Linked DNA regions of Mus musculus: regions 1, 3 and 4 are each linked to region 2. Evidence: chromatin contacts called from public HiChIP or PLAC-seq and Micro-C data. All regions are on one chromosome and are shown on one strand. Each heading gives the region's core, a stretch centred on a gene start, on an enhancer-like site or on the middle of the called end of the contact. The rest is flanking DNA. Distances are from core to core; before and after follow the strand shown.

What was found. A called contact is a pair of places that touch in the nucleus more often than the background predicts. HiChIP or PLAC-seq counts read pairs in DNA pulled down with a chosen protein or histone mark.
Region 1: a contact with region 2 is called in a Micro-C map of embryonic stem cells, with 4 times the contacts expected there. The contact joins the promoter of Il17d here to the promoter of Fgf9 in region 2. A contact is called at or near these places in 3 of 484 Hi-C or Micro-C datasets (LSK cells and embryonic stem cells).
Region 3: an H3K4me3 HiChIP or PLAC-seq map of embryonic stem cells shows a contact between it and region 2, with 3 times the contacts expected there. The contact joins the enhancer-like site here to the promoter of Fgf9 in region 2. A contact is called at or near these places in 4 of 39 promoter capture datasets (the C10 cell line, cranial neural crest, frontonasal cranial neural crest and 1 more), 2 of 484 Hi-C or Micro-C datasets (nephron progenitors and uterus), 12 of 115 datasets of contacts at active chromatin or transcription factors (bone marrow-derived macrophages, craniofacial prominence, embryonic forebrain and 7 more) and 1 of 9 other capture datasets (embryonic stem cells).
Region 4: a contact with region 2 is called in an H3K4me3 HiChIP or PLAC-seq map of neural tube, with 5 times the contacts expected there. The contact joins the enhancer-like site here to the promoter of Fgf9 in region 2. A contact is called at or near these places in 5 of 39 promoter capture datasets (cranial neural crest, frontonasal cranial neural crest, hippocampal neurons and 2 more), 9 of 115 datasets of contacts at active chromatin or transcription factors (bone marrow-derived macrophages, cardiomyocytes, craniofacial prominence and 6 more) and 1 of 9 other capture datasets (embryonic stem cells).

What each region holds. Positions count from the first base shown.
Region 1 is chr14:57,521,334-57,528,126 of GRCm38.p6, forward strand. Il17d (interleukin 17D) reads left to right here and starts at 3,496. Exons shown (of 3, transcript NM_145837.3): 1 at 3,496-3,588; 2 at 3,971-4,266. The coding sequence starts at 3,574.
Region 2 is chr14:58,067,899-58,073,962 of GRCm38.p6, forward strand. It overlaps Fgf9 (fibroblast growth factor 9), which reads left to right and starts at 4,788. Exons shown (of 3, transcript NM_013518.4): 1 at 4,788-5,434. The coding sequence starts at 5,158.
Region 3 is chr14:58,654,601-58,661,336 of GRCm38.p6, forward strand. No RefSeq gene overlaps it. Among named protein-coding and RNA genes, the nearest start is that of Gm25614, 7.6 kb to the left of the region's middle. Within about 2 kb of position 1,806, at least 35 of the 459 cell types and tissues checked have an H3K27ac peak or open chromatin away from gene starts, as enhancers often do. A contact at or near this core is called in craniofacial prominence and embryonic stem cells, where this site is marked.
Region 4 is chr14:58,635,568-58,642,087 of GRCm38.p6, forward strand. No RefSeq gene overlaps it. Among named protein-coding and RNA genes, the nearest start is that of Gm25614, 12 kb to the right of the region's middle. Within about 2 kb of position 2,509, at least 12 of the 459 cell types and tissues checked have an H3K27ac peak or open chromatin away from gene starts, as enhancers often do. A contact at or near this core is called in craniofacial prominence, embryonic limb bud, neural tube and 1 more, where this site is marked.

The DNA.
Region 1 (6,793 bases), core at 2,246-4,745, 550 kb before region 2:
GACAGAACATGTGAATATAGAGCACTAAGGCCGAATATATGAACATAGAACACTATGACAGACATATATGAACATAGAACACTATGACAGAACACAGAACATTATGACAGAGAACATATGAACACAGAACACTATGGCAGGACACTATGACAGAACATAATACTATGGCAGAACAAATGAACCTAGAACACTATGACAGAACATATGAACCTAGAACACTATGACAGATATACGGACACAGAACATTATGACAGACATACAAACATAGAACATTATGACAGAAGATGTGAACATAGAGCACTAAGGCAGAACAAATGAACATAGAACACTATGACAGAGCATGTGAACACAGATCACTATGATAGAACATATGAACACAGCATTATGATGGACATATGAATATAGAACACTATGACAGAACATTATGTCAGAACATATGAACATAGAACACTATGACAGAACATGTGAACATAGAACACTATGACAGAACATATGAACACAAAACACTATGATAGAACATGTGAACACAGAATACTATGACGGACATATGACTATAGAACACTATGACAGAACACAGAACACTATGACAGACATACAAACACAGAACACTATGACAGAACATGTGAACATAGAACTCTTTGACAGAACATGTGAACACAGAACACTATGACAGACATATGAACATAGAACACTATGACAGAACATGTGAGCATAGAGCACTAAGGCAGAAAATAGGAACCTAGAACACTATGACAGACATATGAATATAGAACACTATGACAGAACATAGGAGCCTAGAATACTATGACAGATATATGAATATAGAACACTATCACAATACTGGAAGTGCATCATGGTGGAACAGCCCCATTAATCTCAGGGTTTACCCCTTCAAGGACAGAGCCCCAGGGACTACCTTGTATACATAGACCTTGGAGGACATTTCTCCAAACCAGAAAAAAAATTGCTAATCTGAGCCAGATGCTAGTCCCAGCTTTTCTGCATTGATTCCGAGAGACTGAACCCTGGTCCTCATGTTTGTATAGTAAGCACTTTAGTGGCTGAGCCATCTCCCCAAACCATGTGTGATTTTTTTTTTTTAAAGAGCTTAGTGCAGACAAGTACTGCAGAATAATGGAGCACCAAAGGACTGTAAGAATATGATAATAAAGATGAGCAATGAAACTGGACTCGAGAAGATATGAGGAGGGAAAGTTTCGATGTGAGTGGAAAACGGCATGATCTGAAGATAGAGGTGCAGGACAGGACATGGGTGATCACTGGAATCAGATCCAAGGATGCGGTCAGCTGTTTCTGATGAGGAGACCTTGGATATGGCCACACAATTTAATGTCAAAGATCAGACTGGGTTGGTGGAGGACGAAACTGCAAGTGGGCACTCAGAACCAGTACGGGTTGATGGTGCAGGATTAAGAAGCAGAACCCAAACCCTGTCTCGAAAAAACAAAACAAAACAAAAATAAGCAGAACACATAATGAAAGGTCCAAGTGCTAAAAATCTCCATGAATGGGAGGAGCTGGGTGCATGGCAGCTGTGCGGATTGCTATGTGAGGAGCCTCTGAGGAGAGAAAATGTCTGCACGTGCACCTTACTCAGAAATCCAAGGTCAGGATGGAACGAGCCAATCCCACACTGGCTTTGGAAGCTTTGGAGATGCCCAGCGGTTAACATTGGCCATCATTCTCACTGAGGACCAGGGTTCAATTCTCAGCACTCTAATAGGCCACTTACAACCCACCTGTGATACCAATTCCAAGAGATATGATGCTCTCTTCTAGCCTCATGGGCACCTGAAAGATTGCTTTTGCAGCTTTGCTAGACTTGGAACAGCCAAGTGAAGCCACTTGGAACTAGTGTCAGATGGCTGTGAGCCACCATTTTGGTACTAGCAACCAAACACAGGTCCTCTGCAAGACAGCCAGTGCTCGTAACTGGATTAATCTTTAAAATATCTTTAGAATTGTGTAAAAAGTCACGTGTGTGATAGCACACACACTACAATGCACATGCAGGTCAAGATGGATGGATGTGCAGGTCAGAGGACAGCTTTGTGGAGTGGGTTCTCTCCTCCCACCTTTATTTGGGACCCAGGCATAGAACCTGGGCCACCCCTAGAACACAACAACCCATTTACCCACCGAGACATCTCCCCAGCCTCAAGTCTGGAATAATTATTAACATGTTTGTATCTTCATAAAATGCTCAGATCTGGGAACTTTTTATTTAATCTGCACCTATTTATAGCCTTTGCTCCCCTGTTTAATCACAAATGAATCTTATGCTCTACTCAGTTTAAGTTTTCAGTAACTGGAGGCTTCCACAAACTGGTCAGACACTGGAAGGTACTTTGTTGATTAGCACAGTGAGTAGTTCCGTGGAACTCTGGTAATGACAAGCTCGCCTCGAAAATACTCCTACGCTGTACCTTTCAAATGGAAAATTAGTAGTACTTGAGTGCTGATGTCTTTATTCCCGTTTTTTTACTAGGAAGGAGACAACGTTAACAATTTATGTGCGAGTCAAAGTGTTTCATAAACCCAAATGTGTTTACTAGGAATTGTAAAATGTTTTAAGCTGTAAGGTTTGAAGGGACTTTTAAAGGTAGAGCCGCTACAAAGTATTTCAGTTTTAAAACATTGAAGGCAAGTGTTTTTCTGCATAGCAGAACTGAAACGCAGTTAACCACTGGTTTACAACTTGGTTAAAACCCAAAGCTGCAAGCCGTTTTAGGGAGTCAAAAAAATATTTTGCACACTTTCAAAAAGCGTTCAGCTAGTCTCAGCCATTTCTCTTTATTCTCAAAGCGTAAATGCTCAAAAGTAATCATATTCACTAGCTGGATGCCTGGTAAGCAAGGCATTTAAATAATGAACAAGTAAGTGAGCAAGCTCTCTTCAGATTCAATAGAGTCCTTCATTTGAGCTGATTCCCCTTAATTTATTCACAGAACTTTAGGCTCATTTTACATGTCTGCTCACACAATTAATTACCATGATTGAGTTCTCCAACACTGTAAAACTAGACCAAGAGATGCCCATTTACAGCATGTGTCAGGTGGGGGAGGGTATTTATTACTCGGCCCTTAGCTGAATAAGAGGCATGGAGTCATTTTATGAGTATTTAAGGGAAAACAGCCTCCTTCTAGCCTAACAGAACATAACTGTTTTTTAATCTCTTGTATAATTCTTCGAACTATGAAATCCCAGAAGAGGAAGTGGTCGCAAGAAGGAGAGTCCTTCTAGGTTGGAGTTCATTCATTTCCAAGTGGCCTGTCCAGCTCCTGGACCGCTTCAATGTCTAGAGAAATCCGTTTCCTCTGAGCCAAAGTCGGCCTCTCGACTGCATCCCCGAGGCCCCACTGGTCCGTGCCGAGGCGTCGAGGCCAGTCACCACCTCCTCCTCCTCCAGCCAGGCGGACCGCCAGTCCACTTCTGTAGGGGCGACACCCAGCCCGCAGGCCACACGCCCCGCGTGTGCGGCGCCCTTATTTACTTCGCAGAAGAGCCTTCAGCCCCCCTCCTAACAAGTCTGGAAAGCATCACGGCGACGCGATGTTGGGGACACTGGTGAGCGCCCTCGGGGGTACCGGCGAGGCATGGCCGAGGCCGGGCTGGGGCAGAGGGACGGGGGGAGGACGGCGGGACGGCCCGGAGAGGCGTCTCACAGGCACTCGCAGCCCGCCGCGCAGCAGCCCGGCAGGCACACGCACACGTGCACGCGCGCCCCGCACCCGCCCCCCGCGCGGGCTCCGGCTCTGGGCGGCGGCGGCGGCGGGGGCCGGGGGCGCGCGGGCCGGCGGCGGGCCGGGCCCCGGGGACCGCGCGGGCGGCGGGCGGGCGGGGACGGCGCTCGGGGGCCGGCCCGCGCGGCGCCCATGCTCGGGGAGGGCCTCACGGTGTGCGGAGCGCCGGGCGGGTCCCGCGACGCTGAGCTCGGCCTGTCCCGCAGGTCTGGATGCTCGCGGTCGGCTTCCTGCTGGCACTGGCGCCGGGCCGCGCGGCGGGCGCGCTGAGGACCGGGAGGCGCCCGGCGCGGCCGCGGGACTGCGCGGACCGGCCGGAGGAGCTCCTGGAGCAGCTGTACGGGCGGCTGGCGGCCGGCGTGCTCAGCGCCTTCCACCACACGCTGCAGCTCGGGCCGCGCGAGCAGGCGCGCAATGCCAGCTGCCCGGCCGGGGGCAGGGCCGCCGACCGCCGCTTCCGGCCACCCACCAACCTGCGCAGCGTGTCGCCCTGGGCGTACAGGTGAGCGGGCCCGAGGGGAGGGGCGGGGCCTGCAGAACAGGTGGGTGGGGCAGGGTGGAGTCCGTTGGAGGGCGGGGCCGAGGGGCGGGGCGGAGCACGTGGTGGGCGGGGTCGGGTGGGGCCTGGGCGGGGCCCGGCTGCCACTGGAGCGGTATAGGTGGACGGTGCTTGAAGGAAGGGGTCGTGAGGGGGATCGGGTGGGATCGGCTGGAGCGGGAGGGGAGTGGCAAGACGGTCGGGTGGTGCTATGGAGATGGTGTAGTGCCCGAGGGGCGGGGTCTGAGGAGCGGACGGAGGTGATGGGTGGGGCCGGGTGGAACTACTGGGATGAACCACGGGGGGCAGGCCAGGTAAGGCGGGTGTCTACTGGTCCTAGAGCTCAGGGAGGGGCTAGGAGAGGCAGATGGTATAACTAAATTGGGAGCGATTGGTTTCTACAAAGGTCTGTCACGATCTTTGAAGAAATGCTGCTTCTGTATTTGTTATGCAATAAATACCAATTCTCTGCCAGATACACCATGAAGAACCAGGCCACATGACCCTTTTTTACAGGAGGCCTGTAGGAGTGTAATCTAGAAGTGCTGGGGCGCCGAGAGCTAAGAGGCACGCCCTCTGAGAGAGTGTCTGGGGAAACTAATATGGGGATAGAACCTCAGATGAGAAGCAAAGTTTCCAGCGTGAGGTAGCCTGAAGTTGAGGGAGGAAGAGAACACCCCTTTGAAGGAGAAAGTGACATTCAGGCCTTGTGGAGAATGGGCAAGATTTTGAGGATGGCCCAATCCAGGTGTTGTGTCAAAAGAAGAGCATGTCCAAGGGAAGCATGGGGATGTGGAGCGTGGCCACAGTGGCCTGGGCAGATGCCCGTGACAGGATGCATAAGTAGCTCGGATGAGGGAGCCCTCACTCCACCCTGTAGATGAGAAAGATAGGCAGGCACCTTGGACGAGAGCCTTTCCAGGATGGGGGTGGACTCTAGGTAAGGGCTGTGTGGGCAGAGGAGAGGAATAATGTCGAGTCTACAGAGAGCTACCAGAGGGGCTTTGTGGTTGTCTGTCTTGTCATGCTGGAGATGGAACCTAGGGCCTCAGATTTTCTAGGAAGTGTTCCACCACCAAGCTGCATCCCACCCCAGTAACATATTGTTTGGTTGGTTGTTTTGAGTCAGAGTCTCCTTATGTAACCCTGGCTGTCTTAGAACTCTCTGTGTAGACCAACCTAGTCTCGAACCCACAGAGATCCTTCTGAGTGTTGGAAGTACATGTTTCTTGATTTCTAAAGCTGTACAGTGATCCCCTCCTGTATTCCAGAGAAGATGTTATTAGTCAGTTGGCCTTTACCGTAACAAATACCTGGGCCAACAGGTTAACTCATCAGATAAAGGTGCCTGCTGGCAAGCCTAAGGACCTAAGTTTGATTCCCAGAACCCACACAATAGAAAGAGAGAATAGACCCCAAGCAAGTGTCCTCTGGCCTCCACATACAAGGTTACCGCCTGATACACAAAATAAGTAAGGAAATAAGTCATAAAAAACAAACAGCTGAGATAATAAAGCGAAAAAGAAAAAAAGGGTTGGCTCAGTTTTAGAGATGCTGGTCCATGATCAGGCAGACCTGTTGCTTTAGGCTTCTAGTGGGGTACCAGGTGACAGTGTATCAGGGGCATGTGGGCAAAACCTCATTACTGAGAAGCGAGAAAGAGAGAAAAAGGAAGTGGTCAGAGTACCACAGTCTCCTCCGTGTGCACACTTAGTGACCCAAAGGCCTCCAGCAGCTGGGTCTCACCTTCAAAGGCGCCACTACCTTCCAATAGCAGCACCCTGAGGAGCAAGCCTTTGCCACGGGGGGGGGGTGGGTGGGGGGGGGGTGACGGACGACTTAAGTTACAAACTGTAGCAAGTAAGAGATGTAGGGCCCAGCAGGCATGCTGCGGTGCTTCCAGGAGACAAGGAGGGCCTCAGCTGAGGCGGCAGAGTGGAAAGAGACAGGAACAAGGATACTGAAAAGGGAGGGCTGGCTGAGTAGCTGGCTGAGTAGCAGGAAGGGGTGAGGGGGCATCAGGGGTGTGAACTATGTCCTGGGTCAAGGCTGGGGCCAATCTTATCAGTTCCCTTGAGCAGCAGCCCCTCTCCCAGGTACCCAGCCCTTGACCTGGCTGCTCTTCAGGCAAAGCCCACCTGTGGTGCATCCCTTCTCACAGCTCCACCCACGTGGAAGTGGGCCCATACAGGGGACCCTCTGTAACAAATCCTAGCTCTGTACAGGGACACAGTGTTGGAGTTGAGGCTGGCCAAAACACACACAGGTAACACACAGCAAGTCTCAAGTCCTCTCCCTCTAGGCATGTCTCCTACGGTTCTGACCAAGGCATAGTCTGTAAAAGATGTTTGAAGATGGAGTTAAGTCGAGCTTGTTGAGTCTTACTGCCTTTGGGAGGGACAGGTGATAAGGACTCTCGAGATGTGGGAGAGGGAGGGAGAGGGGGGGGGAGGGAGGGAGGGAGAAAGAGGCTAGAGATCCTCCACTCAGC
Region 2 (6,064 bases), core at 3,538-6,037:
CTTATATTAAATTCAACTATGTACTCAGATTAAAAAATGTGTAGACTATTGTTGTCCTATCTGGTTATTTATATTATAATTCTGTTTTATCTACTGGAATTTAAAGATATTTGAAATTATTGTAGGGTACTTATAGTTATAGTCAGTTAATCTCTCAATTTTTCTTGGTAAAAAATGTGTAAAGTGAATTTTCTTTTAGATTATCTTTAGCATCAATGTAGCTAATAAGAGAATTTGATACTACTCTTACCGTAATCATGCTAAGCTTTTAAATTACTCTAGGAAGGATTATATATTTTCAAAATTGAGATTGTTTCTATTTAGAAATATTATTTATATCTTTTAATTTGTTCAAAAATGTTTTGTGTCTATAGGGAGATTTAAAAACCTTTCTTCATATGCTTCTTGTGCTCTTTTATTTTTTTGTCCTTTCCCTACCTGGGGTCTATAGAATGTATCTAACTGTGTTACATACTCAGAACCACAGGCTGTTAAGTACATGTGCTAATTATTTACTCATGAATATTTATTTGGTAAAAACACACTTGCCAGATTACTTTTGGTTGTTTTTGAGGTAGGTTTTGCTGTATAGGACAGGGTGGCTTTGAACTTTCAATGCCCAGCCTCAGCTTCCTGAGGGCTGGAGTATAGGTATGTGCCATCAAATGTTCTGCAAGAGTGTGTCTCTTATAATACATGGCATTGTTGTGCCATGTAGCTCTGAGGTGTACGAACTTGACTTCACCATTTGTTAGCAATGGGGTGATGGGTGTGTTACTTAGTCTTCACAAACCACAATCTTCTCATTGGAAAAATGCAACAAAATAGCATTCACATCATGAAATCAGTTTTGAGAGTAACCACGAAGTCAGTTTTGAGAATAAAATGGCTAAAGCACAAAAGTATTTGGAATGTCTGCAGCTCTGGAAGCAAGCCAGGCCTCCCTGCAATGGTTCCATGCCTACCAAGTTGAAACTTTTCCATGAGGTCAGCCTGGGAACCCAAACCATTCCCCTTTCACCCAGTGCCATTAGTAGCTTGAAGGGTATGGGTGGGGTTGGGAGAATGGAGGGAATAGAAAATGGAGGGCTGTGACCTGGTTACACAGCCATTGTTACTGGAAGGGAATGGAAGGATTCTGTGCTGATTGGTTGTGTGTGTGTGTGTGTGTGTGTGTGTGCGCGCGCGCCCGCGCGCGCGCTCGAGTGTACATATGTACAAAGGACACACCAATTAATGGACAAAAGAAGGGCAGGTGAAGAGAACTAATGGCTGCTTCAAATGTGTGGAAGACTTATGGTCATGTTTATATATGTGTATCTAAGCCAGGGTGCACAGCAACTCATGGGGACCCACGAAGTGGGGGGAACATTGTTTACCACAGTGAGCATAGGTAGAATGTTGGATGCCATGATGCAGATCTGTGGATGCTTGGGGCATTTATTCCTTGTTATAGGCTCCCTGACATCCCATTGTTTATCCCAGACTGGGTCCATGCACTAACGTGATAGCAGAAAAGACAAATGATATCCTGATAGAAAACACAGGTAAAGGGGGAAAATGAGAAACGAGAGGATTAAGGCATTGGAGGAGAGACAGCATTAGAGAATTTGGGGATTGGGATCCACTAGAATCTACTGAATACCCCAATGTGCAGAAATGCACTAAGGGCTATACAAAGAGGAAGGATATGGCGAGGGCAGCTGGCTTGAGCGTCTATTGTCTATGCCTGCTTCATGTGCATTTTTTTTTTTCTCTTAAAGTCAGTCATCCAGGCAGGTGTAATGAAGCCAGTTAGTTAGTTGTACCATGTGTGTCTAGAAAGCAAAGCCACCATCTTGTTGTAAGTCATTGAAGAGTATTGGTAAAAACATCCTACAAGCTGAATGTGGGGAGTCTGTAGTTATGGTATAGCTCTGAAGTAATCCTGAAACCTTTTGCCATGGGAGCCCGTTGACTGCTTGGAAAGAAACGTTATAAGGTCAGGGAAACAGCAAGGTCATCGTTTCTATCACTGTGTAGGGAAAGGACCAAATGTAAGTAGCAAAGAAACCTGATGGGCAAGCAAAGAGGCAGGGAGTCAGGAAAGCAGCTTGCAGGCAGAGTTAGGGATGCAGATGAAAGGAGCTAAACTAACTGTAGTGGGAATGAGATGCGAAGGGCTGCTTGCAGTTTCTACCAACAAAAGTGCTGGGTCAGCTACTTTACTCTCTCCTACTGCTGCATCACTTTTAAAGGGACAGGATGCTTCAAGACTCAAAGGCGGAAATGATCTCTGCTCATAGGCTAAGAGGCTAAATTCAGACCGAAAAGACTTGGTTGGAGACAGTTGGTGGAAAAACTGCCTTGGAGGAAATGTCTGCGCCCTGTTCTCCATCCTTTTACAAAGTGCCTTCCTGTCTGCATTTCATTCTCTCGATCGCTTCTACCATTAAAAAAAAAAAAAAAAAAAAATCAACCTGGCACTTTGTACCCAAAGGGTACAAAGGCAGCGCCCCTGCTTAATCCACGGCCCTTGGCGACTTGGGGTGATTAATGCGAGCTACTCTAATGGTTTATGAGAAGTGTCACTTCCTCCCAGTTTCTTGTATCTGCCACTAGGCAGTTAGCGTTACAGCCTGCTCTCTAACACCGTGGATGAGACTGCTGTAAATACCACACAGCAGGGTTCTTCTGCAGTGGAAACTTGTAAGCCAGACTCAAGAAGCCAGTGCCCGGACTCCCGATGACCCCAGACTGCGGCAAAGAGGTGTGGGAGTGGACAGAGGGGAGGGTCACCTGGCCCCACTCTTTTCCCTTGGGGCCTTGCGGGAGCACGCTTTCTAATCCCGGGGGCAGGGGAAGGTCGCTCCAGGGATGGGCACCTCCAACGCCAGCGAAATCTGCAAATTCATTGCTTCCTCCGTCTTTGGGGCGAAACCCTCTGGTCGGAGTAGGGCCAGCCCCAGGGCTTCGCCGCCATAGGCTGACTTCTCCCCCAGAAAAAAGCCTTTTATTTGCTTCTCTACTGCAGGGCTCTGGTCTTTGGACTTTGCTTCCCTCTCGCACGCCGTCGGGAGCTGCGCTCAAGTCTTAGCAACTTTCACCATCTTGACCCGAGAGTCTAAGACAATGTGAACAAAGAGGAGCGTGGGGGGGGGGGGGCGGGGGGGGGCGACGACCAGGCCTTCGGGCGGGCTGCGGAGACAGTGCTTGTGTTGGGGACGCCGCGCTCAGCGGATCGGGGTGCTGGCTGGTGGCTGGGCGCGTACAGCGCCACCGGCGGCCCCTGCCCCTGGCTGCCCTGGGCAGTGCGTTTCTTTGTCCCTGCATGGGGCTGGGCTCAAAGGCTGCTGGCCTCGAGCAAAAGCCCTGGCCCGGGACCAGAGCTCCGGCTTCCAAGTCACCCGCGGCAGCGAGCGAGCCCTGAGCAGCGAACAGCGCCCGTGCCCAGCCGGCGGCTCCTGTCTGGCTCTTAGGCTATGCAGAGAGCTTCGGGCCATGGAGCAACCCTGGAACTCGAGCCTTTCACTTCCAGGCAAAGTAGAGCTCAAGGTGGCAAAGCCCGTCCTGAGTAGCTTTGTTTGGGGGCGAGAGAGAACTCATTGGAACCTTCTCCCTGAAGACGCACACTCAGATCTGGGGCGTGAGTCGAACTCAAGGACAGGGGCTGTTTTCAGGCGCCCTGGGTGCCCTTTGCTCCTAGCCGCGGGAACCTGGGGGGAGGCAGGACCCGAACAACTCAAAGATGCGAACCAGAATTCCCTTAACAAACCCGAGTGTGGGCCCACCAGTGTGTGTGTTTTGTGTGTGTGTGTGTGTGTGTGTGTGTGTGTGTGTGTGTGTGTGTGTGAGGGAGAGAGAGAGAGAGAGAGTGAGAGAGAGGGAGAGAGAGAGAGAAGAATCTGACTCACACCCAACTGTCTTACCTGCAATATTGTTTGCGCGTCTGTAAGTCTGGCTGTAGAATGAAAGAGAAACTGCCCTGTCCAACCAAGCTCCCTACACCAACCCTTCCCTCCCAGTCTATTTTATAATGCGACGCAAGGTTACAGAGTCCGCGCGAAAACTGCTTTCTCAGTTCCCCTCTGACCCTGCGTCTCTAGCAAGCTAGATTTCTTGTGGCCGAATGTCTTCGGGCTGCTGCTTCCCGTCTCTGGCACCGCGTCTCCGGCGTCTCTAAAGCCGGGTTTCCTAGGTCGTCCTCCCGGAGAAGTCCCGCGCTCTGCCCGCCTGTGCCCGGCCTGCGGCAGAGCGGCTCGAGCGTCAGGGCGGGCGCTAGGACCGGGCGGAGCGGGGCGGCCGCCGCGCTACCTTAAACCCGGCCCAATGCCGCCGCCTGCGCCACTCTGCGCGCCGGCGGGGGCTGCGCAGGAGGAGCGCTCCGCGGCCACGGCGCTGCGCGGCCCGCGCGGCGACACCTGTTCGCGGCAGCCCGGGCAGCACGCGAGCTCCGGGACGCGGTCCTCGCCCGCCGCTTGCCGCTCGCCTCACTGCAAGCCGCTGGACCTCCGCAGAGCCTCTGCAGCGTTCTGGATACTAGCTTTGGACGCCGAAAGTTTTTTCCCCCTTCTTTTTGTTATATTATCTTTATTTTTTGGAGGAGGGACTGGGAGGAGAGATTTGTCGCCGCCGCCAACGTGAGATTTTTTTTTTCCCCTTGAAGGATTCATGCTGATGTCTGCAGAGTCGGTTAGAGAGTAAAAACAGCGCATGCCTTTCTGGAGTCAGGATCCGTAAATTCTGACGTAGCCCGAGCATCTTAAAAATCCCTGTAATATCGCCCAGGCACTTACGTTGCTATGGTCATTCTGATCTCTAAGCAAATGGAGAAACTACGGATTTTTTTCCCTTATTACGGTCGGATGGGATGAAGACCTTTCTGCCTGCTGAGAGTCGAGGCTCCATATGTAGCGATGCATAGCTGTGTTGATCAATGTCAGTGTGTGAGTATAAAGTGGTGGCTTCTTAGACTATCAGTGGTTTGACCTTGAACCTGTGCCAGAGAAACAGCCGATTACTTTTATTTATGCATCGGATGGATTGAAGAAAAGAACCCTTTTTCCCTCTCTGTCTGCAACTGCGGCAAGGGAGGGGAGTTGGATATACCTCGCCTAGTGTCTCCTGGTTGATACCATCATTATTGTTTATTCTTGTGCTTAAAAGCCGAGTCCTCTGATGGCTCCCTTAGGTGAAGTTGGGAGCTATTTCGGTGTGCAGGACGCGGTACCGTTCGGGAACGTACCGGTGTTGCCGGTGGACAGTCCGGTGTTGCTAAGTGACCACCTGGGTCAGTCCGAAGCAGGGGGGCTGCCCCGGGGCCCCGCAGTCACGGACTTGGATCATTTAAAGGGGATTCTCAGGCGGAGGCAGCTGTACTGCAGGACTGGATTTCATTTAGAGATCTTCCCCAACGGTACTATCCAGGGAACCAGGAAAGACCACAGCCGCTTCGGTAGGTATGCCTTTAACCCCTCACTGTCCACGCGCTGACACGGTCAGATTATTAACTACCAGAAAGGTGGTGGTTAGGCGGGGATGCTCGAAGGGCTATATTCTCATATTCATAACCCCTGCCCCCCACATCTTTGAGTATCTTGCCAGCCCAGGGAGGGGAAAAAGCCTCCGGAATTGCAGATCTGCGTCTGGCATTGGTGCAACTTCACCCTCAGAAGGCCCTTCTTTTCTTTTTCTTCTTCTTTATTTTTCTTAAAGGAGGGTGTGTGAGTGTGAGTATGAATATAACCCAAAGCCCAAGTTTTTTCATTTGATATGTGAGACGATAAGGTTTAAGAAGTTTCTTTTTAAACGGACCCATTTCCATTAGTTTAAAGCTTTAACCACTAAGAACTTTAAACTGCATCCAGTTTCCTGTAGGTAGCTGGTATCTTGCTCAAATTAAGTTTTTTTTTCTCCCTTCCCTTTTCCTCTAATAAGCATTCTGCCTGAATTGTAAATTAAGCGTGTCGTTTATTCCCGGTGGCTGGTCTGAAATCTCTCAGGCAAAGATTGCTGGGTGATCTGGGGGAAGCACTGAAGTCGTGTTTTAGATCCGAAACATCCGGGGCAGAAGCCCCTGGGGAAA
Region 3 (6,736 bases), core at 556-3,055, 580 kb after region 2:
TTGACACAAGGGTCATTTCCTGTCTCACACCCTTAGCACAATACATAATAGCTATTTAAATATCAACATTGAAACTTTTGGTTTTATAAAATAACTGTAAGATAGGTACTCAATTCTTTTACTCAAGTGATTTGTTAATTTAAAAAATGTTTCTGGGGTTAGAAAGATGTCTCGGTAGCTATGAACACTGAGCTTGTGTCTCAGCACCCAGAAGTAAGCCTAGAACTCCAACTCAGGAATACCATGCAATCTTGTGGCCTCTGTGAAGCACAGGTGTGCATATCTACCCAGGCAAGCAAACACACACACACACATGCACACACACTCACTGAGACACACTTATGCACAAATAAATAAAATCAATCTTTAAGAAAATGCTTTCTTTTATTCTTTATACAATCAGCTTTAAAATTTAGTTTTTCAGTGGCAGGATAAAAATACCTTTACAAATTCAGATTTTTTTTTCACTAATACAGGATCCTGGCTGGATGCAGGATTTCAGTTCCATTTCTTTTCATCTCTGCCCTGAAAAGAAGGTAGATTTTTTTTTTTATTCCCATTTTATAGATGAAAAAGCTCTGTATAATTTACTTGAGGTCACACAGTTAAATGTAGAGTAGCCAGGGCCACACCCCTACCTTCAGTCCCAACACCCTCCTGTTACAACCCAGAAGGGAAGAGAGGGGAAGCTACTCAAGAAGTTTTCTTTAGCCACTCTCTAGGACACCTTGGGAACAGCTCCATGTCTAGGTGCAATTAAAATTCTTCTACACAGTACCGAGACCAGACTCTTACAGCTTAATGCCCTTAAGGGCTGTATCACCTGGAAGCCTAAGGTCTGGGTGCTTCCGTTATGGTTGGCATTTTGGCCATGCTTTACAGACACTTGGGACACTGAATTCCGTGTTTCCGTGTCACAGGAAGAGGTTTGTTTTGGAGGAGTCCAGGAGCAGTTCCTTTTAACAACTCAGGATTCCAGTGTGTTAATTTATGCTTTGGTGCTTAGAAGGTTTATTTTCTGTTCTGGTTTAGTCCCTTTTACAGCTTGCCACCTGAGAGTTTTGGAGAGCTCCAAGTATGCCTCAAAGGATGGCTCTGGCACCAGCTTAACAGACATTATGCTGACAGCGGTGAGCACCACCGGCAGCGGTGAATTTAATGCAGTTATTTTTCTGGTTATAAAGAGCTAAAGACTTTTGAATTTGTGATTATTTTATTGGATCCATATTTTGTTTTATTTTATTAGCTCTGATTCCTTCGAAGGCTACATTAGGGTTCCTATGAACACATCCTTTTATGAAATTTTTCATGCACACAAACTTTTGGACAAAGCTATTAATCAGGGTCTGTGATTTTTGCCAGATCATTTCTAAGTCTTCAACACAAATGCTCCCTCTGAGCAGTGGAACAGTCCAAAATAACTATTTTTTTTTCTTGTGTATGGCCGCTGTAGAAAGAGGATGTGCTGCCATCAAACATAGTTATAATTATTCCCTTTCTGGGTTGCCTAAACTGTGGTCAGACAGTCTTTAGATCCCCAGTACATATTCCACAGGCTGTGGGATTTTATTTTTGAAAGCAGCAGCATTTGTTTGGGTTGAATTCTTCAATTCATTTCTCATCACATATTCAAATGCGTTTCTTATTTTCCAGTTGATTGTCTTCATTCACAACACTGGGGGAGGGGGGAGTCCCTCCCAAATTTAACCTTTGTCTTCACCTTTCTTTGGATCACTCAAACCCTTTCCTGTGAAGTGGCTGGGATTTCAGTGTGTGAGGGGGCAATGCAGCCAGGTCCCTGCAAACCTTCAATCATTAGCAAGCCAGCCATCTCGCCTTGGGAAAGTGCTTAGAACCCCTGAGATGCAGGCTGGGGGTACAGAGGAGCACTTTCCAATTACTGCTTCTCACCAGCCCAACCATGAATGCCATGAAGCCACTGTAATGGTCTTGCTAATTTGATTTCCTGCACATAAACAAACTTGGCTACTCTTTGAAGTTCCCAAGATAGGTATGAGGAGTTTCAGCTTGCAATAACTCAACCCCTCTCGGAAGGCTAATTCATCTTCTTCTTCTACTTTTTTTTTTTTTTAAATAAATCAGTAAAACAGAAGTTAATTAAAGCATAAACAATGGGCAGTATTGTGGCTGAGGAGCCCATGCGGTTCTTTGTGTAATGGATATTACCTGATTACTGGGAGAGGGGTGGGGTTTAGGAAAGATCAAGTTACTTAGCTCTTTCCCCTCTTGCCCTGAACTTAAAAGAAGAAAGAAAGAAAAGGCACTAAACCTACAACAGTTGCTTTATTTTTGACTCACTGGGAAGTGGAAGACAACTTCCCAGCCCCAGCTCTGCAGGCCCTTGGGGCTTCCTTTCCCACTCCTGGGGGGGCCTGACTAGGTAGGCTGGGTTAGAGCTGGCTCCTTGGGAGGCCTGTCGTAAGGGTGGTAGACTAGCTCACTGAGGCAATATACAGAAGATATTTCACCTTGTGAGTAACACCAAGCCAGCCTGTGCAGAAGGCAGAGCTCACTCCACACCCACCCCACCCCATTTGGGGACTAGAAGGCATAAAGACACTGTGTGGCTGCTCACTGCTCTATGGAGCAAGCCTTTGTTTACATTGATTCAGGAGGGGGTACTAAGGGTTTCTTTGCAGGTCAGGTAGGATAAAGAGATGAAATTCTTCAGCAGTAAATAAAATCCCGAGAAAAATGACAGTATATATTGCCACACACACCACAGTGCATTTAAAAGGTGATAACTGTCATGGGTGGAAACTGCTAACCTTTCACAGCACAGAGCCTGACTAGGTGTGTCTGGAAGCCCACAAGTGTACGTGTGAGTGTATGTGTGTGCCTGTGTATGTGTGTACATGTGTATGTATGTGCATGTGTATGTGTGTACATGTGTGTGTATGTGTAAGTATGTATAGTGCCTGTGTGTGTATGTGTGCCTGTGCATATGTGTTTCTGAATGCACAAAGGAGAAGACAGAATTGAGATCCAAGAAGGAGCCTACAATATAGAATTGTGTAGAGCCCAGGAGCAAGTGGTCTACTATGTGAGGTACTTTAAGAGACCCCAAGACAACCAATCCTTCCAGATGGTCCAAAATTCTTAGTTTCACTTTGTCCTGAAGAATTTCTATCACCATGATTGATTTAATTTTACAAACGGGAGGACTCTCTTAAAAGGTCAGCTCTCCTCTTAATTAGCTATTGGGGGATGGTGTCTTAGAATCAATTATCTTAATGGAAACTTCCCAGCATCAAGTGTCCACTGTTAGCTAACTGGGGAAAGCACAACATGAACAGTGGGGTAGGTGCACAAGCACCAGACAAGGGCTCAGGGCTCTCTCTGTTGCTAACTAGAGCTAAAAGCTGTAGTAAATGGGTTGAGAGTGGAGCCAAGGAATTCTGAGGAAATACATCAGCCATTTGCAGGGCTTTTATTGGAAAAGCCTGCCCCTGGAACTTGGACAGCAGAGCTGAAGACACCCTCCCTGAGTGACTGGGAGTGGAAGTCAATCTACTGAGGAGAGGAAGGGAACTTCCCTGGGCTTCAGCCACTCTACAGAGCAGTTGATGGCGATGGTGCTGGGAAGGTTCTGTCCAGACCTGCTGAATCAGCCATGTGTGTCTCCATTGTTCACACAGCCCTTGTCTCAAATCCAAGAAAGAATCTACCACAAAGCCATAGGCCTCAAGGGCAATTGGCTGCTCTCCAGCTGAAGCCACCTATTTGGCTGTGTTGTGTTCTCTAAAGATTCATATATATATATATTCATGTATATTATATATAAAACTTATAAACATAAATGTTGTATAACACACATATATTACATAGCATACACACACACACACACACACACACACACACACACACACACACACATATATATATATATATATATATATATATATATATATATATATATATATGAACGTTTAGAGAACACAGCCACATATTTCCTTTCTCTCGCTCTATAAACTGAGAAGGAAGGCTAATTTAGAGTAAAGTAGAATCAGACACCTAGCCAAGAAGTAGTTCTCTGGCTACTGGCCAGTTATATAAGTGGTTAGGGTTAAGGTTAAGGTTAGGGTTAAGGTTAGGGTTAGGGTTAGGGTTAGGGTTAGGGTTAGGGTTAGGGTTAGGGTTAGGGTTAGGGTTAGGGTTAGGGTTAGGAGCACTCAGGAGCAGAAGGCAAACTTGCAGTATCTCGCTTTTTTCTTGTGGATTACAAACCCCATTCATGCCCTGGCAGTCCCTTAGAGGGCTTTGACAGCCCTGTTTCTGTGGTTAGGTTCAGTTAGCTCTTGATTTTGGTTTTCTAGAGAACTTGGTTTCTAAGCAGCACTTTTTCTTTATCACCTAGGGTTTGCATGCAAACCTCATTTGGAAATGAGGTTGTGTGTGGCTCTGTGGCAGTGAAGCTCCAGAGGCAAGAGGTGTGCTGCGTGATGGTCAAGGCCTGGTCATCAGATGGCACAGGCTTGAGCCACTCATTTTCTTGCTATGTGATACTGATACATTCCTTAATGTCTTTTGAGCCTCCATTGCCTTCTCTGCAAAATGGAGATAGCAGGAGGTGAGTGGTTCACAAAGTTTACTCCAAAAATGAAATGAGTTTATTGATGAGCTTCTTAGAGTAGGGCTCTAAGGCTCTAGCCACTAAGAACAGTACGGATTTGAGAACAAAACAGTACTTGAAGGCAGAAGAAAGAAGTCTCTCTCCTCATGGTGCCAGGTGAAAGAAAAGGCTTCTCATGTAGTATGACTTCGCCGCCTCCTCCTCCTACTCCTCCTCCTCTACCTCCTCCTCCTCTGCTTCCTCCTGTTCCTCCTCCAGGTTTTACAGTTTCACAAAATGTACACATTTATGCACTAAAAATTTATCATATGGCAAAAAAAACCTTCACAATTGACTAACAGAAATTTTCTATTCAAACAAAAGCCCAGTGGGGTGACTCACTGTAACCTGTCTCCTAACTACTCATTTCTAACTGCCTCCTCAGCATCTCTGATACCAAGCTAGCCTCTTCTGCATTAGGACTAGAGCACCACTGCACTAGCACAGCATCTCCTGCACTAGCACAGCATCTTCTACACTAGCACAGCATCTCTTGCACTAGTCCTGAATCTCCTGCACTAGCATAGCATCTCCTTTATCGAGTTTCTTTCATTTTAGGTTCTAGTCAGTGTAAACTAAAACTGTCAGTTATTGTAACACCATTGTGTGTGTCCACTCTTTGGTGAATGATAGACTCCAAAAAGGCTGGCTGCTCACTTCCACTCAAGAGTTGATCCCCAATATATAGCAAGCTTGTTTTTCCCTTTGAGACTCCCCAAATCTGAAACATGTCATTCTATGCCCTGTGTCCCCACTAGAGAAATGTAGGGTTAACAGAAGTGCAGGTGACCTATTTAAGATATTAAGTGCTCATGACTCTCTCTGTCTCTGTCTCTGTCTCTGTCTCTGTCTCTGCCTGTCTCTCTCCCTCTCTCTCTCATTTCTCTGGAACTGTTGGATTGGTAATCTGTAAAAGTCAATTTCACCTCCTTCTCAGCAGAATGAGCCGTGGTGCTGTGTGGGTGTGCCTCCTGAGTTCCCGGGCTGCCCATAGTCTTTGAGCACACCTCCTCTGTTCCACCTTCCTAGTCTTTGAAGCAGGAGCAAAAACAAAGGGAGGAAAATCAGTCAGTGAGGTTGGAATTTAAGTCAACAAGGGGGTTAACCAAACGGCTGGTTTTAGTAGATCAGAGGCAAAAGGATTCCTAAGGCTGGAGGCAATTGTGTATTTGTGTGTGCGTGTGTGTGTGTGTGTGTGTGTGTGTATGTATGTATGTATGTGTGTGTGTGTGTGTATATATATATATATATATATATATATATATATATATATACACACATATATGTGTGTGTATGTATGTATATATGTGTGTATATATATATATATATATATATATATATATATATATATATATATTTCCCTACCTCCAACAATGAAGACAAGTTCTGAGACTAATGAGGTCTTTGTTGAAGTGGACAAGCCATTACATTATTAGTTCAAGCCTGGAAAGAGTGGATGCTCTCGGACCTTCCTTTACCTTTATTTTTCCTGTTCCTTTCTTTCTCGTCTTTTTTTCTCACTGTCCTTCTATCTTTTAAAACACTGAAGTTGTCAGAGGAGACATTCACTCTCTCAAGCAATCAAATGATGCCAGTCCCCTACAGTGTAAACCAGCAAAGGACTGGGACCCGTGGAATGTTGGTAAACATGAAAAAGCTGGACCCTACAAATATAAAGCCAGAACGGTTTTCAGCACAGAGCCTGCAAGTGTCCATGGTTGAAATGCATCATACGGCTGCTATTAATGTATCAATATTAAGCTGCTTTTCTAGTGATTGCCAAGTTTGAGAAAAGATATAAGAGATTAGGTAGTGTGTGTAGATATGAGCCCATAGGACCCCAAGCAGTAACAAGAAATGCTCATGTGCTGTAGAGAGGGAGAAATTAGAGATAGAACTGTAGATGCAGATAGCCTGAGGTTTGTCTATTATCTGTCTATTCTCTATCTATCATCTACCTCCTGTCCATAGTCCATCCACTCCTCAGATGTCTATCTTTTCCTCTCTCTAGCATCCACCCACCTTACTTGTCTACCTCCTTTTATTACTTGCTTAATTACCTGATCGTTCTTAGCTGTAAATCTGAATAACCAGCTAATCAAC
Region 4 (6,520 bases), core at 1,259-3,758, 570 kb after region 2:
TGGCAGAAAGTCACCCTTGTGTGCAGAGCAGAGTCTGGAATGTGAAACATCGCATAGTCTCAGAATACAGAAGAGACTCCCATTTCAAAACAAAGCCAATATTTGGGTTTTCCCTGGCTGCACAATCACACTTGTGCACAAGTGTCCCCATTGCAGGCTCTTAGTTCTCTGATTCAAAGATTTGGAACAAGGGTCAATGTCTCTGCCGATTTTATGGTTCAATTGCCAAATATCTGCAAGCTGTATGAAAGAAGCCATTGCGGCTCTTCAATAAAACTTTATAGCTATTTATTCTCATGATTGGGGGGGGGTAGACTTATCATTTGTTCTATGCAGGATTCATTTGCAACAATGTCAGCAGGCCCCATTTCTTCACTACCCCAAGCTTCCGTAATGTGCAATAGAAACACAGAGTCTAGGGAGAGAGAGCAGGGGGAGCTTTGCGACAGCTGTACCAGGTCTGAAGCTGCTGAATCCCTTCCTCTAGCTCCTCCAGTCTTCTCTGCATGGAGCTGGGAAGAAAGAAAGCCCAAGTGATTTTGCAAAGATGAGATCTTCACTTCCTTTGGGTTTCTTGGGGGCAGAGACTAAGCCCAAGGTTTCATGTATTGCAAAGTGCACAATCCATCTCTGATCAACAATTCAACTATAAGAACCGAGGTCAGGGGAGCTGTAAAACAGCTACGGGGACTCAGAGCACCAGCGTTCACTAGGAACCACTGTAGAAAGGCTGTGTTAAGTGGTAAGGATACATACATACATACATACATACATACATACAGTTGCTATGGAAAATGGGCAGATGGGTACAGTGCCCAAGGGTTGACACAGAGATTAACAGCATTAAAGGGCACCGCTTTAAGGAGCAGGCTAGGAAATGACAGCAATAAGTGTATCTCCCACAGAGAACACAGGGAGGCTGGGGTAAGTCAGACAGATGTCCTAACTCTAGGTATCAGGCTGCAATTAATAAAGAACAAACAAGTCAGACAGAGATGAGCCTCTGGTGACAGGGTGTGCCCAGCAAAATGTGAGTGTAAAGAAAAAGATAGAACTTAGGTAGTGAGTGAACAAAGATTACAAGTAGAATTTACTTCTTCAGTCACCTCTGAGCTCTGGAAAAGTCAGGGAGGGAGGGAGGGCAGTCAATAGACAGAGGAAGGGGATCAAGTACTGGTTCAAACACTCCAGAGAGGAAGACAGTCCCTTTTTCGCCCACATGCTCGTTCTTTTTATCATGTATATTCCTGGCAATCAGGTGGATGTCCCTCCAGAAGGACATCAAAATAAAATTTAAGTGGCAAAACCTGATTTTGGGGTAGTGACCCGCCAGGTCCTGCTGGCTGGAATCTCTGCTTGTACTCCTGAGAACATTTAAGTTGTTTCTCTCTCTGTCTCCCTGTCTCTCTGTCTCTCTCTGTCTCTCTCTGTCTGTTTCTCTGTCTCTCTCTTCCTGCTGGTACCAAAATGTACTGGAGGGTGGGCTATGGGGCCATGGTATTGGTATGCCAGCCTCTGAAGAAAGACCTTCTGACACTGCAGTTTGTAAAAAAAAAAAAAAAAAAAAAAAAAAGACAACCTGATGAGTAACCAAGGTCATGGTGGCATTCTAGCTCTGTGGAACACTGCTGTGACGGCCACCACACATCTGCAGCCATAGCTGCTCCACACCATCCTGTTTTCCTGTGCAAAACAGCGGTCCAGTGAACTCTCATGTTACCCGAGGGATCTAAGTCATAAGCACATCTAAGTGTGAAACCGGAGTCATTCAGAGCATCTGACAGGCGTTTCCAAGGTGGGACAGGGTGACAAGGAGTCTCGAAATGAGGCGCATGTGGTATTTTGAAAAAACTAGGGAGCTGAAAATGATGATGCCATTTCTGAGGGTCTGGGAAGCCTCCAAAACTACAAGATCTGCAGACTGCTGGGACAGTGATGTCCTTCTCTTCTCTCTTCCTCTTTCTTCCCCCTGCCTGCTGCCTCCCAGAGGACTCTGGGAAATAGGACATATTCCCTACATGGGGGCATTTCCTACCCTGCTCCTCTGATTTTTCGCAGCCTAGGTCTGGAGACCACCTTGAGGGGTGACGGGGTAATTCAATTTCCAATCTCATTTAATTCTTGCTTTTTCACTGAAGACAACCAACAAGACACCAATTAGGGATGACAAGAGGCTGGAGGGAAGCCGGAGTTGGCTACTGTATTGCCTGTGTGTGTTTTCGCATTTAGTTCGAACTTCAACCTGGCCTGTCTGCCTTTGGGAGCATTTAAAAAGAAATACACTCCATCTCATTACCATCAGATACAATGATGGGGGAAACGGGCTGGAAAAATCCTGCATCTTTCCTGAGCCCTATTTTGCTCTTACAAAGAGAAGGGCAAATTCTTTACTGCTGTGCCAGTCAGCTATTATGTTTAACAATCTAATTAGAAAGGCCGGGTAGCCTATTCCCATTGTAAAAGCTAAGACAGCACACACAAGCACATCCAATTAGACAGCTGTCCTTTATGATCCGAGCTGCCCTCTGGCCAGGTTCTAATGAAGGACCCGTCACTCCAGCCCCTCCCTGCAGCCCAGGAGATGGGGTTCATCCATAAACTGGGCCAGCTGAGAGTGGTGGGGCACTAGGGGCTGTACATGAAACAGACAGCCATCGGCACTAACCTGTTCTCTGGCACATAGTAGGACACCTCTGAGGCCCTGGCCCAGCCGAAGTTTAATAGCCTTTCGACCAGTGGGTGCTATTCCCCCCATACAAACGAAAGGCAGAATTCCCTTTCAGACTACGGTGCCTGCCTTGCTTGTTCAGGTCAGACTTATGCTAACAGGTGGCTATAAATCAGAACCATCGCTTTCACTCTGACTGTTACATTCTACACGCCAGCGATGTACATAAGTTGAAACAGACCAAGAGCTATACATTGAGCTGAGTACTTGCCATGCTGTGATTTTTCCCTCCTACTACGTATGGCTTAAATTAAGGCACCCTGTGTCGAGCAGATTTCTAGCTGTGACTCTGTCATCTGTTTAGTATTTGGCATGTCCCACAAGGCAGTTGTGGTTATTCACAAGTCTATTAATTAAGGAGAGATCTGGTAGAGGGCCTACTAAGTGGGCTGACGGACTTCACATTAAAAGATACATTGGAAGGTGTACACTCAGACATTGGGTACTCTGTCTGCAGGCTTCTTGTCTACATGGGTAATTGTGGGAAGGCAGCTTGGGGGGGGGGCAGGGAGGAGCAGGGCTGGGACATGGTTTTTAAAGATATAGGCCCAAGTTTTACATTAAGAACCAAAGTGTTGCTGTGTAGGGACTGAGACCGCAGCAAGGATTCCACTTTAAACTAAGTTTTCGGGGGCCGGAGGGATGGCTCAGTGGTAAAGGTTTTTGCAAGCATAAATTCAGATCCTCAGCACCCATGTGAAAAGCTGGGTACACTTGTAACGCCAACAATAAGAAATGGAAGTGGGAACTGGAAATGCCCACATTATGATGAACCATTATGAAAAAAAAAATACAAAGGAACCTGAAGTTTTGGGTGGAAGAACAGAAAAATATTCAGTCTACTGTAACTTGGGTAAGGGTGGAGACTGAGACTGTCTTCCTACCACTGAGTAATTTATGGCCAAAGCATTGCTCATGTCAACATATTTATTCCCAAACTTCATGTTTTTAGATCTATGAAAAAAAAAGTTTTATCCTTGAGAGACTATGTGGTTCATTTGCAAACTTACTCTGCATTTGTAATGTTTCTTATCAATGAGACCAAAGGACCCACAAAGCACCTTAACTGGGAGTTCAGGGGGCATGCATCTTGGCTCATGGTTTGAGAGGATATATCATCACAGAAGGGAACAAAAGTAGCAGGTGGCTTTTGGCTGTGGGACTCTGTCCTTCCTCACACCTCAGTAGAAGGGGGAATTATAAGCCTTCAAGCCCCACCCTCTGCTGCCAGTGAAACACTTGGTCTGGTTAGGCCCTACCTGTAGAGGGTTCCACAGGCTTCCTAAATAGCACTGTTAAACGGAGATTAGGCATTCAGCATGTGAGCATATGTATGTGTGTGTGTGTGTGTGTGTGTGTGTGTATGTGTGTGTGTGTGTGTGTGTGTTGGGGGGGGCGCTTCAAATCTAATCCTTAGTGCACGTAATTCATTGTGTCACTTTGCACTTGTGACAAAAGTGGGAATTGTCAGATAATAGCGATCACTCGCTTGTGTGGGAACACCCTTTTGTCTGGAAGCACTGCAGTTTAAAATAATGTTGAAAAATGGGTGCTATAAAATTGTGTTTGGTAGCCTGACATAGTGGCGCACACCTTTAATCCCAGCACTCGGGAGGCAGAGGCAGGCAGATTTCTGAGTTCGAGACCAGCCTGGTCTACAGAGTGAGTTCCAGGATAGCCAGGGCTACACAGAGAAACCCTGTCTCGAAAAAACAAAACAAAACAAAACAAAAAAAGTTTGGTGAACACTTTATGAAAATGTGTCTGTTTTGACAAAGTTGTTCTGCCTGGGATTGTTCCCAGAAAGACTAGACAAAGGGCTTTCTCTTAATTAACAGGCATATAAGATGACTCTACTGGCAGAACTTAGTTACACAGCACGAACCAAGCACCATTCTCTGGGTCTGAGACATCAGGTGTCCAGACCTGAGCTGTGAACTGTATTCTTTACAAGGCAAGCATGGCTGGGAAAGCCACTGAAGGAAGTCCAGAGCCATCTCATCAGCAGACTGAAGAGTCCTCAGTGGCAAATCAGTTTGCACATAAGTACTTGTGCGGAATAAAGGAACATACATAGACTTTACTGTGGCCCCCAAGAGCTTATCATTGTATCAGGGAGTTGAGTGTGTAGCTATGAAAGTACAGCTAGTTATTTACTTTAGTCAGCTTTCGGTGCCCTGGGAAATCAGAGCCTCATGTCAGGAACCACTGTGTCTTTCCAGGTCTTAAGATGTTCTTTAAGTAGGTAGAGCGATGAGCGTAATGAAGTTATGATATACCTTAGCACAGGATGAATAAATAGAGACTAGGAAAGAGTATGCAAGGTTCAAACGATGAGTCTGATGGTGTGGAATTTAATGGGACTCAAGCAAGACTATGCCTCGATCCCAAAATTTAGATGCCTAATTGTCAAACAAGACAAATGTGCTATGGCAGCCTATTGGGAAAAAAAATGGCTATGGGATAAACAAACCACAGGTAAAAGAGCAGAGTTAGGTGTTTATTGAGCCATTTCCCAGCAAGTGAGCAGTGAGCCCCATCTCCTCACAGCAATGCTAGCACAAGGCAAAGAGAGCACTATCCTCAGATAGAACACATGCTTCATGCTCACTTTCTTATCTTTGTTTATTATTATGAATATTATTTACATCTTTTCATACAGTATTTGTATCATAGTCTTTCCCCTACACAAGTTCCCCCCAAAATAAAATAAAAAACAAAATTAAAACAACTTAATTCAACAAATCAACTAAACAAACAAGCCAACAAACAAAGCACACAAAAGCACACATTCTGTTTTGTGTTGGCCAACTATTCCTGAACACTGGGACTGTTAGATTATGTGGTTGCTATGCCCATGGAGACTTTACTGGGGGAAACTGATTATCCCTTTGCCAGGAGGTGTCATTCTCAAACAACATCTTGGTTAGGGGTGGGGCTTTGAAACCACTCCCACTTCTTTGTACTGGGGTTTGTGTGGTTTGCACTTGTATAGTTCTTGTCCATACAGTCACAGTCTCAGGGTAGAGCTCATATAGGTATTAGCCCTGTTGAATCTAAAAGATGCTGTTTCTTGGAGTCAAGCACTACCTTGGGCTCTTATAATATTTTATCTTTCCTCTACATAATCTGAGTTTGGTGAGAGAGGTTTGATAAAGCCATGCTATCTAGGGCTGGATGCTCCCATGTATATTTTCCTCTGCACATTTTCCAATTTTGAGGCACTAAGACTAACAATCAATGAATAGTACCTCAAGAGGCCAAACATTTCTGTACCATAAAAGACATCATTGCTCAAACAAACTAGCAGCCCACAGAATGGGGAAAATCTACATAAATTATACATCTGGCAGATTAGTATCTAGAATGTACAAAGAACAAAGTAAACCTGCTTGTCAAGAAAACAACCCAATTAAAAATGGAGTTTCCAAAAGTTCTCAAAAGCTGAGAAACATTTAAAGAAATGCTCAACATCCTTAGGCATCAAGGAAATACAAATTAAAACAACTTTGAGATCTCATCTTACCTGAGTCAGAATGGTCAATGTTAATAAAACAAATGACAAGGATGTACGGAAGGGGAACACTCATCCATTGTTGGTGGGAGTACAAATGTGTGCAGCCACTATGGAAATCAGTGTGGCTGTTCATCAGGAAGCTGGGTGGAGATCTACTTCAAGATCCAGCTATACCATTCTTGGGCATACACTCAAAGGCCTTTACATCCTACTGTAGAGACATTAGCCATCCATGTTCATTGTTACTCTATACATAACACTCATAAACTTGAAAC